Linked DNA regions of Mus musculus: region 2 is linked to region 1. The links are chromatin contacts, called in public HiChIP or PLAC-seq maps. All regions are on one chromosome and are shown on one strand. Each heading gives the region's core, a stretch centred on a gene start, on an enhancer-like site or on the middle of the called end of the contact. The rest is flanking DNA. Distances are from core to core; before and after follow the strand shown. Region 1 has its middle 6.0 kb from the start of Gm22434. Region 2 overlaps Selp (selectin, platelet).

The links. HiChIP or PLAC-seq counts read pairs in DNA pulled down with a chosen protein or histone mark.
Region 2: a FOXA1 HiChIP or PLAC-seq map of pancreatic cancer cells shows a contact between it and region 1. The contact joins two enhancer-like sites. A contact is called at or near these places in 4 of 39 promoter capture datasets (3T3-L1-derived adipocytes, frontonasal cranial neural crest, liver and 1 more), 1 of 484 Hi-C or Micro-C datasets (embryonic stem cells) and 1 of 115 datasets of contacts at active chromatin or transcription factors (pancreatic cancer cells).

What each region holds. Positions count from the first base shown.
Region 1 is chr1:163,108,958-163,115,432 of GRCm38.p6, forward strand. No RefSeq gene overlaps it. Among named protein-coding and RNA genes, the nearest start is that of Gm22434, 6.0 kb to the right of the region's middle. Within about 2 kb of position 5,039, at least 31 of the 459 cell types and tissues checked have an H3K27ac peak or open chromatin away from gene starts, as enhancers often do. A contact at or near this core is called in pancreatic cancer cells, where this site is marked.
Region 2 is chr1:164,132,907-164,140,339 of GRCm38.p6, forward strand. Selp (selectin, platelet) reads left to right here. Exons shown (of 16, transcript NM_011347.2): 8 at 961-1,146; 9 at 4,198-4,383. Among named protein-coding and RNA genes, the nearest start is that of F5, 15 kb to the right of the region's middle. Within about 2 kb of position 2,610, at least 142 of the 459 cell types and tissues checked have an H3K27ac peak or open chromatin away from gene starts, as enhancers often do. A contact at or near this core is called in pancreatic cancer cells, where this site is marked.

The DNA.
Region 1 (6,475 bases), core at 3,789-6,288:
CAGTTCAATGGTCCCCAGAAGTCACCCCTCGAGTTTCTTTCTGTTCACCCACAAAAGCAATTGATTAAAATGTGAAGTACATCTTTTGAGATTTTAAAAAGTGAGAAACTGAAAGATGGTGATATAGTTGGTAAAGGATAGCTGGCGCAGGAACTGGACATGGCTCCTGGGCTAGTGGTAAGGAGAGTCATTCTCCTTCACTCTTCAGAGGAAGACCTTTCATCAGAGTCGCTTTCCCAGAGTACTTTGTGAGTAAATATTTCATCAGTGAGTCCTAGAATCACCCATCTAGTTCCCTGGGTCTCCTTTCAATGTTTCTCACGCCCAATGTGATCCCTGTGAATGGTCATGCCAATGAGTCCATAATGAATGACAGTAGTAGCATTGGCTAGTTTTTGAGGTCTCTTTGGGGATATCTGAAAATGTCATTAATTTGCCTTAAAGCTGAGGAAATATTATGTTACTTGAGTGTCTTTACTGCGCAGAGGAACATCCAAAGCAAGCACTTTCTTTCTGGGCACCCGTCTTCAATGGCTGTCCATTTCTTTTACTGCCATGAACCAAGTTTTCACCTGGAAGGAGCTGGGGAAGCAAAGGGCATTTCAAGGTCACATTCAATTGGCCTGTTTTCCTTGGACTACTTCAGCAGCTAAATTGAAGACTTGTTCAGGGAATTAAAAATTGAAGCCATTATTCAAAACATAGTCTTCTAAAAGTAGATATTGTTGGTCAAATGGGCCTTGACAAGTTTGTGAACATCTTTTGATTTTTCCTCATCATGGAAACTATTGATAGGAAACAACTGAGCAGCAGTTAGTTATATCTCTAAAAATGTGTTTTTATAAACTAGGCACTTATAGCAACCAAAACCATTATAGTAGTAATAATTGATCCATCCCTGTCTCCTCAATATTACATCCTTACCTATGTTTGTGGCTACTGATAGCTATTGCACTAAAGTATAATAAGCCATAATTTATTAATAGTTAGTGGCTATGTACAACATTAGGCTACACCAGTAAGCCTTTCATACTCTATTACATTAAAATTTAATTTTCTAACTTGCCCGATTTTATAACAATACTTGGAACATACTAGCTTTCCCAATTTGATGGATCTTTTAGACATTGACACACAATCAGTTTTATTAATATGACTACCAGTGTCATCAGAAAGGTCTTTAACTATTGGAAAACTTTCAAACTCATAATGGTGTGTAAAAATTTCCAAGATCCTACTCTTCTCTTGAAACCTTTGATTCCATCATTGGTAACAGGTAATTGCTTTCCCTGCAGCGACAGACTCTGTTCACTTTTGAGAAAACATCTGCCAAATAGTCTGTCACTCTTTCCAAGTAATAAAAGATGTTTCATCACTAGAGCAGAGCGCTCAGCTCACAACTTAAGCAATCTCATTAGCGTTTTCCCTTGAAAATGTGGTTTCCCCAGGCAGCAGACATGTATCACATTGATGTCCTACCTAAGGACACTATTGACTTCTGGTTGCTTACATTTACCTATTGGTGGTTTTCATGTGTGGTAATGAAGACTGCAGCTAGTGTAGTCTGGTATGGCTACCCTGGTTTGACCCATCAGTATTTATTATGAAAAGTTTCAGTCTCATGGACCTTTTGGTAAAGTCTTAGGAGTCCCTGGTTTTCTACTGAAAACCCTTTGAAAACTCTTCCCTATAGGATAATAATGCTTCTATATTAACTTACAGCTGCATATGGTTTTAAGTAAAGAAAAAATAATGAAGAATATAATAGCACTGAGATGAAGAGTATTATCTTGGATTCAAAAAGAAGAGAATCTTAATTTACTTGAATGCCAAAAACAACTTTTAGTGGAAGATACTTAAAAGTTTTTTTTTTAGATTTATTTATTATTATATGTAAGTACACTGCAGCTGTCTTCAGACACACCAGAAGAGGGCATCAGATCTCATTATGGATGGTTGTAAGACACCATGTGGTTGCTGGGATTTGAACTCAGAACCTTTGGAAGAGCAGTGCTCTTAACTGCTGAGCCATCTCTCCAGCCCTTTTATTGTTTGTTTTGTTTTGTTTTGTTTTTTGAGACAGGGTTTCTCTGTATAGCCTTGGCTGTCCTGGAACTCACTTTGGCCTCGAACTCAGAAATCTGCCTGCCTCTGCCTCCCAAGTGCTGGGATTAAAGACGTGTACCACCATGCCTGGCAAAGGGTTTTTTTTTAAGGGGTATGTTATAATGACAGTTTTTTCTTCTAGTTTCAACACAATGTAGGCAAGGATTTACTTGGCTTACAATTACAAATTATAGTCCATCATTAACGGAATGTTAAAGCAGAAACTTAAGCAAGTCAAACCACATCCACAGTCAAAGAGAATAAATATTATGCTTACTCATTTACAGCTAGTTTTATCCTCTCTTACACAGTGCAGAAATCCCTGCCTAGCAAATGATACTGCCCAAAGTGGGTTGGACCTTCCCATTGAATTGACATTAAAGTCAATATTCCACAGTCATGCCCACAAGTCAAACTGATCTAGGTATTTGCTCATTAAGACTTTCTTCCCAGTTTTATTCCATTGTAAATTTGTGGTAAATTGACAGATAAAACTAACCAGTGTATATTTCATTAATAAAACAAAGAAATAGAATAAATGGAAATCTAATACAGACTAGTAAGTTAAAGATTTATAAAAGGAATTTTCATCTAAAGTACAAATTCTCCCCACTACAATGAAAAAATTCTTAATTGAACATTTCTCTGAATAAATTTAGGAAAATATTCCAAGTTATTATGGTGTATAAATGATAATTCTTTATTTTATTCCTTATTAAAGACAGGTAAAAATCTATGGCATTGGATAGCAACTGTAGTATCAATCACAGTGATATAAAGAAAAAAAAGTTCCCTCCAGTGCAATGTAGCAGACAATGAGATTTTAAATGAAATCCACTAGTCTTCATGTAATAAATGGGCAGATCAAATGGTGAGCATAGTTTAGACATTAACACACTTACCATTTATGGGGAATGCTTACTTAGTGAAGACGAATTACAAAGAATATTGGTTTTGTGGTGACAAATTCATATACACATATACTTAGATGACTGCTGTCTCTACGTTGCCCATCCTTACTCTCATGGATGAGCACCTCCATCTTCTAATACGTTATCTCTATTTTCTTGTTATTTTTGCTCCAAACTCTACACATGAGGAAAAAAATAAGATACCTTTCTAAAATCTGGCTTGCTTCCCATAACATGACAATCTCCAGTCCCATCTATTCCCTTCAAATGACATAATTCCATTCTTCTTTATGGATGAATTGTACTACACACTTTCTATATATTCTATTTTTTTATCTTCTTTTCCCTTGATCGTACTTGATTGCACAGCCTCGCTGTGTGATTAGTACCGTTACAAACATGATCACCCAGTCTCCAGTTCTGTGAGCTCTGTTTCTTTCGTGAATTGTCATACCCCTACAAAATTCAGCTAACCTGTGATTATATCACTTGATGGTAATATAATAATCATTTTAAATGGGTAGACTTCTGCCTTGTTTTCTGAAAAGGCACATCTGAAACTCTTGGAAATTCCCAACTTATAAAAATGTATTTGCTCTTCTTCGTGGTGGGCGGCTGAAATCCAAGTAAGGTACCTAGTGATATATTCCCAGTGTCAGCTGCCAAATGAGTCCTGGGCATCCAAGAAAGACTGAGCCTGTGGTCAGAGATGGAAACTATGAGCCAGCTGGTATCAGCTAGCTTTGTGGGAATGTAAGGAAGGATAAGGATAATATCTGACCACAAGAGGAATGACTCCATAAGCCATACCTCTGGAATGAAAATTCTGAATAGTGATGCTAGGGTGAGCACACTGAGGGACCAAGAAATTGACAAATCCTGAGAACAAAGAAACTTCACATTTTGGACCCCAGCAACCCCTACCCTGACTGTCTCTCTTTGGTTGTTCTCTAGAGTGAGGTCACATGTGGGGAACTCTACCCTTTCCGGTGACATTGTGAGTGACTATCTCCAGCTGCACTGGACCTCACGTGTGTTTATATATTAGGATTTCAGATGTTTGGTTTTAGATTATGTCATGATTAAATGGCAGTCACTAAATGCCTAGTAATATCACTGTATGATAAAACATTCACTTAAGGATTGCTATTCTGCCAGGTGGCAGTGATGCATGCTTTTAACCTCAGCACTCAGAGAGGCAGGTAGATCTCTGTGTGTTTGAGGTCAGCCTGATCTACAGAGCAAGTTCCAGGACAGCTAGGGATACATGGAGAAACCCTGTCTCAAAACACACACACACGCACACACACACACACACACACACACACACACACACACACACACACACACACACACCACACCACACCATACAAAGTACTGCCATTCTGAGCCACCTACTACAAGGTTCTTCATGAGTTTTGCATCTCATGCTTTAATGCATGTTGATAGCTGTTGATTACCGCCATTAGCTTATTAGAGTTTGTAAGGTGGTGATTTCTAACTCTATTTTTGCTTTCCCATCCACCTAGCTACAATTCTGATTCAATAATTGCCCTCTGCCAACTATTTAGTTCCAGATAAAGCTGACACATCTTTCTGCCTGTGTTAATTATGAGGCTGACAAATGTGTCTTACCTTTGCTTTCTGAAGTAAGGCACAGTCTAAATTAGCAACAGTAGATGCATGTATTTAATTTGGAGAGTGACAAGAGAGTGGAGAGCATGCTGAAACACTGGAATTTACATGTCACTCTTTCAGCAACTCATTAGCTACCTTAACACATGAAATGCGGTTAGCTCGGTTCCCATATTAAGCCTTTACGCATCTGCTCTGACTTGGATGCAATTGTTTATTCATATATTCAAGAATGTGTACTGAGACCTCGCTGTGTGCAAGGTGTTCTGCTGATCAGCAGCTATGTGGGTCCCCAGTAAAGTGGAACAGCCTGCTATCCCTGAGCTGCCAGTGTGGTGGAGAGAGGGTAAGCACACACTTACACAAACGCTGTGGGTCTGTTATACATTATCATCTGTGTATCATTAGTCATGTTTACTTAATCCATACGTCATTCATGCATCATGGTTCTCGGGGAAAGCACATAACAGAAATTTCTGAGACGTTTGTCATGGGCTTTTGTTTCTTCAGAAAAATCTGTGTCCAGACCCTCAGGCAGCCAGCATTAGTTGCTCATGAAACACAAAGGGTAAACAGTTAGCAAAACTGCAGCCGCCTTGCAAGAACTAGCTAGAGAATGGCTGCTTTTTCTACTCTACGATCACTATCCCTCATCAAAGCAGGTTGTGGTTAGCAAATGGTACTGGGCCATCATTGACGTGCTTATGGAGACAGTGGAAAGTTTATGTGCCAAAGTCTCAGTGACTGCCATGCTCTCTTCCTAGCCTTCTGTGCTAGGTGAGAAGCCAAAGTTGACAATGTAAGGTATAGAAATGTAGAATATGAAAACTTTCTTAGCTATTTAACCATGACTTTGCTGAGTCCATATAGTTCGGCAACATTCTTAGCTTTTAGATAGAACCCATATGGTTGGGAGTGTGTGTCAACATATTTATATTGCATTATTGAGGATAATACATAAGGATTTTAAAAGAAAATCAAGAGGGTACAATCTAAGAAATAATAAGTAGAAGTCTAATTCTCACCTCCAACAGTTCCCTTAATGTGGCCAAGCTTTCCTCTGGCTGGCCAGACATCTCTCTCCTCTCCCCATTTAATTTTTAGCCCTTGGCAGATTCTCTTATTTTAAGATGATTTTTGACTGTTCTTTGTGGGAAACCCATTGTTACATTTCTAGGGTGTAAAAACAATGCCTGACATTGGTATTGAATGTGTACTTCTAATTAAGTAAATATGGTCACAAAAGTTTAAGTAAATGATGTTTAATTTTATATTCAATTACCTACACTATGCCTATGTAAAACATGTTCTTTCTGATTCATACATAGAACATGTTACTCACCCCAAGGATATCTCCCCATCAGCCAGTCAACGTTGCTTACTCATTGGTGCACCTGGGGAAACATTGTCCCAATTAGTTTCCACATAGATTAGAATTTTTTTCAATTTTTATTAGATATTTTCTTCATTTACATTTAAAATGCTATCCTGAAAGTCCCCTATACCCTCCCCCCGCCCTGCTCCCCTACCCACCCACTCCTACTTCTTGGCCCTGGTGTTGCCCTGTACTGGGACATATAAAGTTTGTAAGACCAAGGGGCTCTCTTCCCAATGATGGCCGGCTAGGCCATCTTCTGCTACATATGCAGCTAGAGACACGAGCTCCGGAGGTACTGGTTAGTTCATATTGTTGTTCATCCTATAGGGTTGCAGACCCCTTCAACTCCTTGGGTACTTTCTCTAGCTCCTCTATTGGCGGCCCTGTATTCCATCCAATAGATGACTGTGAGCATCCACTTCTGTATTTGCCAGGCACTGGCATA
Region 2 (7,433 bases), core at 1,360-3,859, 1.0 Mb after region 1:
TATTATTCACATTTTAGAGGTGAAAAAATATGAAATAAATGTGTTTTCTCCATGTAGAACTATCTTATATATTTAAAGGTTGTAGTATAGTAAGAAGGACCAGCTAGGACAATGAGAATGAAAATGGGTAAGGTACAATCATATGTGGGTGTGTGTATATATGTGCATGTATGTATGTATGTATGTATGTATATATGTATAAAATATCATAATTAAACCCATCACTATGTATGCTAACATTGTTTTACAAAAAAGAATCACTGTTTGATCAGGACCATAATTATTATTCTGCTTTTCCATTGAACATTATATAGAGATACGCCTCCAAAATCTTTTTCAAGTAAAACACAAAATTTAAGAACCAGGAATATTCCTTTCATGATTCCATAATGTTTTGCTCTTACAATGTCTTGACAAAAAAAATCTCTAGGATGATTTTTGTTATGCATTTCGATTTTATGCATTTTGGAGATTCTTGAGTCCAAGGTATGATAGCTTAAGCTTTGTTGGTTCACATTACCAAACTGCCTCCTCTGGCTCAGCCAACACTGGTCCAAACATCTTTCCTTGTAAAATCCATCAAGAATCATTGACATTAAATGTCAACCTAGTGGACTTCCAAGTTAAACAAGCCCAACTTGTAAATCTTTAATGATGATGATCATTGAACCGAGTCATCCAAAAACCAAGTAATCTAGGATCCTACCTATATAGGTTGTTTAAAGCAATAAAATCAGAGACAGAGAGTCAAATGGTAGAGGAGAGGGATAGAGGAATTACTGTTAATGAGAGTGGAGTTCAGCCTGAGCCCACGAAGAGTTCTAGAGATGAGGGCTGGTAAAGACTGCATGAAGATACAAATGCAAAGGACACTGAACTAGACACAAACAGGGCTGAGGTCAAGGTCAACAACACTTCTCAATGACTGTTTCCTAACTCCCTGCCTTCCTTACCCATTAGCGTTGCAATGTCCAGAGTTTCCGGTTCCCAGTAAAGCCCAGGTGAACTGCTCGGATCCCTTCGGTACCTTGACGTACCAGTCAGTCTGCAGCTTTTCCTGTGATGAAGGCTCGCTCTTGGTGGGAGCAAGTGTGATAAGATGCCTGGCTACTGGACACTGGAATGGGGCTCCTCCCGAATGTCAAGGTAAGGATGGATTTCCCCCCATTTTTCTTAGCAGTAAGTTGAAGGCAATATTCTTAAAGGCTATATCTGAGGTGGTAACTGGATAAGGTGTACCTTGAGAAATTAGCGAGTGCTGTCTGTCCCTAACTCCTTCATCCTCTACCCCCAAGGATTCCAGATACAAATGTCGTCAGAGACTAAGCAAACATCATGAGTGTCAGGATATTTAGCAATGATAACAATGTGGTGACCTTTGCGGTGTCTTTATCAGAATCTACATCAGGACTGGCAGGCTCCTATCACAGTGGTACTCACTAAGCACGGGGTCCAGAAAGAGGACGGGAAAGAAAACTTAACTCTGAGTGTTGGCTCCAAGACTGATCTGACACTTTCTTGGTAGGGGTCATGGCATGTCCGGGAGGAATGAGAAAGGCAGAATTACAGAATCTAGAAGTAAGCATTCTCTGTTTAACACTGGAGAAACATAGTTAGGCTATAGTGTGGAGCACTGGGGAGAATCCGTGCCATGAACTGGAGATTAAAGCATTCTCGGAAGAAAGCAAAGCATAGCCTCATTAGGACAATTTATATCTATCTGTGTTAGACTCGGTGTTAAGAAGCCAGCATGTCCTGTGAGCACCATAACATCCTGTGTGAAGCAGAGCTGTTCTAGTCACCTGACTTTATAGTGTGTGATTTTCATATTTTCCCATTTCTTTCTCTTTCAATGTACCCAAAACTTTAGCCAAATTTATGACAAACACTTTTAACAAAACAAGATTTATATTTGTAAAATCTACAGATATATAGGAAAATAGAGACATTAAAATAGTCTCGTAAATATCAACCATCCAAAGGAAATATTTCTAAGTGCTTCTGATATGCTCTCATGCAATTTTTGTAATAGTATTTTATTGTGTATATTTGATTTTAACAATATACTTAATATGTGCAATGTGAAATATTTCTGTATCACTTAACTTAGTATGGGCTTTCAAATATATGAGTAAAAGCAAGCACGTTTTTCATGAAAAAGAAACCACTTGCTATTCAGGTCCCACAAGTGTTCTCACACACACACACACACACACACACACACACACACACACCATTATAAAGCAAACAATTCATGTATGAATAACTAATTAATTAATTAACAGCATAATACGATATCCTTCGTTCAAGGCATCAGAACCTAAGTCAAGTTCTGGAGTTGGGGTTGGGATTGAGGAACTGGGTCTGGATAGAACAGAGTGAGGCTCTGGGCTTGTCCCTTGCTCTTATCCTCACGACACTGAAGTCTATACAGCTTTGAGGAAGAGCTCCAAAATCCTCAGCAGGATTATCAGGAGGATCAGACCCTTCCAGGAAAGCTACTCATTGCTCCACAGTCCTGCCTGTGGGTGTTCACTGCCAGGGCCTGCCACTCACCACAGCTTCCTGTGACCTTCCAGTTCCCTTCTGCTTTTAGCCCTTTGTTTACTCTGAGGGAACTTTCTCCTCTTCTTACTGGGTGTGCATCAAGTGAAATACCCACATGCGGTTGAGGCAGGAAGGTACCACGAGGCCTGAAATCCACAAGCTATTGTGACACTTCCGAGGGAGAGAGCGTTATCAGATCATTTTCCTTGTCACCGTCCCCACAGCCCTCTACACTCATCCTTGCAAAGTCACTGGAGAGCTGGAAATGACTCTGCCATGACTTCACCAAAGCAAGGACCCACACCCTTTTCCCCTCTGCATTTCTGGCTTACAGCCTTCTCTCTCTCTCTCTCTCTCTCTCTCTCTCTCTCTCTCTCTCTCTCTCTCTGTCTCTCTCTCTACACACACACACACACACACACACACACTGAACACAGGAAGACTTTGCAAGTGGCAGACTGTATCTCAGTCTCTGTATAAGTTGATTAGAGTGAGAGGTGTACTGCCAGGGACGGTATGGAATGAAGGGACAAGAAAGGTGCAGACAGTACCTGGAAACAACAAGGACTGCTGCCCCATTTCCTCTGATTTAAAGCCATATACTGCATAACCAAGACAAGGAGCAGAAGTCCCCGAGACCGTGTTTACACTTAGCCCTTCCCTTCCGAGTGTCAGCATGATTCATCTGGGCTTCATTGCGTCAAGTGACATACCCACATGTGGTTAAGGCAGGAAGGTACCACGAGCTCCCTCGAGAGAGGTCCACCTTGACAGCTACTGACATTGGCACCGAGAATCTGTTCGCTCTCGATCTGACTAAGTCGTTAAGATATCAAGATTCAGAGAGGTTAAGTGGCTTGTCCAAAGTCATAAAGTGTCAGTCCCAATCCAAGCCAGTCTCCAAGCACCTCAGACTTGTGTTTATATATGCTGCCAAATAACTGGGAGACCTGATTTCATTATCTTGGCGGGTCATTTATGCCTGGTCCTGCAGGTTGAGACTTCTGGGAAGTGGTGAAAATTGTCATTTACAGACAACCAATGAAATATGTATCCACTTTATTCCCTTTTACATTTAATCTTTGAGTGTGGCCTAAGTGTGACTTGCTATATAAATAAAAAGTACTGTGAGGCAAGAGTCACAGATTTTCATTGAAAATAAAGCATCCACGGCTGCAAAGGGGTCACCGTGCATAGTATAAGCTAAGACGTAGACCCAGATTCTCTCACCACTGGCTGGGAAAGAGAAAGAAATCACCCCCACTTTCACCTCTAAGTTCTTGGCATTGTTTGCTGGAAACATCATCCGGTTTGTTTCTCAAGAAGACATCAAGGGGGCGACTTTCCCTGAGGTCTAGGGCATTCAACGTGAAGCATGCCACTATCTCTCTAAAGGGTGCCAAGTCCCTTTTACAATCACTTCTGAAACCCTGAGTGGGTGAGATCTCAGAATGACAGTCAGTGGTAAGCCATAGCTGTCACCCACCTCCCTGCTCCCTGATGCCTTAAAGATAAAAAGCCAGAAAATGACCACCTTTAGCTAAATGTAGAGAAAGACAGAGAGCAGTCACACAGGGGCCGGGAGTGGGGGGGGTTTGAAAATGCCAAGCTCTAACATAAGCCCCTCTCCCTCTGTCCTCCTCACTACAGCTGTGTCCTGTGCCCCTATGCTCAGTCCTGAGAATGGATCCATGACCTGCGTTCAGCCTCTTGGGAATTCCACCTACAAATCCACATGCCAGTTCATGTGCGATGAAGGATTTTATCTATCTGGACCGGAAAGACTGGATTGTTCTCCATCTGGACACTGGACAGGCACCCCTCCCACGTGTGAAGGTAGGCACGTGGGTCTGTCCTTCCTTGTGACTTCTCAGATACCACCAGAGAGGGAAGAAATACCTTCATATCTCATATGTAAACAACAGGTGTGAGGATCTAGACCAAAAATCTCTTTCTTGCCGAATAACCTTTTTTAAAATTGAGTAAAGCACTTCACACTCAACAACGCCTTTGCGTCATCATAGCACATGAGATCAGTGTTCTAGAATAACCAGGGAAGTCAGAATTATCCCCATACTACAGATGAAGAAGAAACAAAGGCTCTGGGGTGACATGGTCCAAGGGCATCACCATTCACAAGTGATGAGACCCAGCTATGTATTGAAGCACTTAACTTGCTTCTAAGCATTCTTGCTCATTTCTACCATACTCTCCACCCATCTATTTCTACACCAACCTTTACCTACCCCACCAAGTCTCAGAGTAGGAGCTTATTTGGGAATGGGTGTGATCTAACCTCCCCTGGCTCTTGATTTCTTTCTACTTCTTTATGGACTTTACACTCAATGAGAGCAGGAACTGTCCCTTCTTCACTGTGTCTGTATACATATGCATTCATATGTCTATATAATATATGTGTGTATGCATGCCTCTGTGTGTGCACATGCATGTGTATAATACATATGCATGCCTCTGTGAGTACACATGTATGCATGTGTGTATAATATATGTCCATGCCTCTGGGTGTGCACATACATGTGTATATAATATGTGTGCATGCCTGTGTAGTGTATGTATGTGTGTGTATGTGCAGGAGTTGTATGCATATGGTCACAAAAATACAATGTTAGGAGTCTTCCGTCACTACTTATGACCTTATCTTTAAGACACATAGTCTCCCACTGAACCCAGCACTCATACCAGTTAGCTATGCTGATCAGCCAGCAAGGTCCAGGTATCTACCTGTCTATATACCCTAGGATTACAGATGTGTGTGGCCATGTCTGGCTTTTACACAGGGCCCCAAGATCTGATCTAGGTCCTTGTGCTTGCCTGGCAGGTACTTCACCCCCAGAACCACTTCCTCAGACCCTCCTTCATCTTTATACCACCTGCAATAGTAAATGGAATCCAAATGAGTGTGTAACAGGCACCAGTTGAACTGAAGCTAATGGGTTCCTGGCAACACTCAAGTGCAACATGCTGACAGTGTGAACTAGTGGAACCCTCAAAAATAGGGTGGGCCTCCCCTGTCTTTAGCTTCCTGGTAGCACCTAGCAGGTACAATGTATTGCTTGTGCTACAAACATGTCATATGCTCTAAAACAGCACTGTGTTAATTTACAGCTTCTGTTTGGTTTCAGAGGGGTCACTGTTCCTATTTAGCATTCAGTGTAGTCAGAGTTAGTAATGAAGAGAGCATCACTTCACATAGATTTTCGTATTCAGTCTACACTAACCACCTCTAAAGAAGCTATTGTTAGCTCCTTCTGAAAGATGAAGAAAACGGGGCATTAAGAGCGAGCGAGTAGCTGCCAATAGGCACATTGCAGGAAGGGCAGAATGGCTGAACACAGGGTGTTTCCAGCAAACCACACTGCCACCTAGCGGCAGGGCTTCAAAATCCTGGATCCAGGCACAGACTGCAGGGGTAAATTCTGAAACAGGCCTTAGAAATGTGACCAGTGATCAGACAAGAGACTATGCCTTTAAATAAATATATGTTAAAAGTTTTGGGGAAAGACAGCTAAAATATCATTCATTCAACCCTACACTGATAGATGCTATACTAAAGGGTACAAACACTACCACCTGCTGTCAAAAAGATGTACTACAAGCCTCAAGGAGCCCAGGCCATGTGAGCAGAGAGTTTATGCCTGTGTTTGCTGCTTGTTTCTTTATCTCTCACCCTTTATCTCATTTATCCTAGGAACATGTTCATTTGCTATATTCTCCAGATTGTATTTTAAGGGCAAAAGAAATCAAATTCCATTTACATATTCCATTAAACTTTCATGTAGCAAATTATGTTGCTAACCTGTGATCTCTCGGGCCACTTCCCTTCACTCCCTCCCAATCTTCTTTTCTCCTCAGGAGGAAGCATGTGCCTCCTCCTCCTCCTCCTCCTCTTCTTCCCTGTGAGCCCAGAACCCACCCAGGAACAGCATCTCTGACACATGGTCCTTAGTAGAGTCAAGCTTCTTCAACCCTAATTTTAAAGGTATTTGTATCTCCACTCTTGTTTCTCTATCTCCATTTATATGGCATATTTAGGGAAGTTATTCCTTTCCATTTTCCAACTAAACATTTTGGCCCCTAGGAACCCTGGTTACCATACACTATTTTTTCAGATCCCCAGAAGGGACCCAGCTTCTCTTTTCACTGTGCAGCAGGGTTTCCATTTGACGTGAGAGGGCTGTGTTTCTACAAGTATTTCCGTTGTGGTAATAACTCTGGTTCTCTGGGCCCCTTGGGACTTGGGGTCTGCCTATATTGTCCTGTCTCCTCCCGCCTTTACTCCTCAGAGGACATGAAATCCTCCCCATCAGCCTAGCAATGACTTAGACACGTCTAATTTTCATGATGCTGTCTGTGAGCTGGGTTGCTTAGGTGCAGTTGCTGAGTCCCTCCTGTCCCCACCTGTAGATCACTTCCGGGACACATACCATTGCTGTCCTCATCACTGACAAGGCTCCTCACTCTCTGTTCCTCTGGAGATCATGTCTGGCCACTGAGCTCAGCCCCTGATGCCCTGCTCAATCTTCTCAGGAAACGGAGACCTCCAGCTCCATCCTTCTGCTTTTTCTGCTTATCCAAAGGCAGATTCTGAAATACTGTGAGCGTGTGCCCCGGGACCCTGGGATGCCTCCCGTCTCTATTTTCCTTCTTTACTTTGATTGTTTTAATGGATTAATGCAAGGATCTGTAAAACACCCACAAACAGCCTGTAACTACAAACACCTGAGTAAATGCCCTAGTTTTTCGTGAGATGGCTCATAAAAGTTAAAGGGTCTTAAGAGTCAAAGTGGTTAGACAAAATGAACTTGACATTAACTTCAGAATGACATTGGATTTTGAAGAAACAACAGCCGCCAGGTTATAAATAC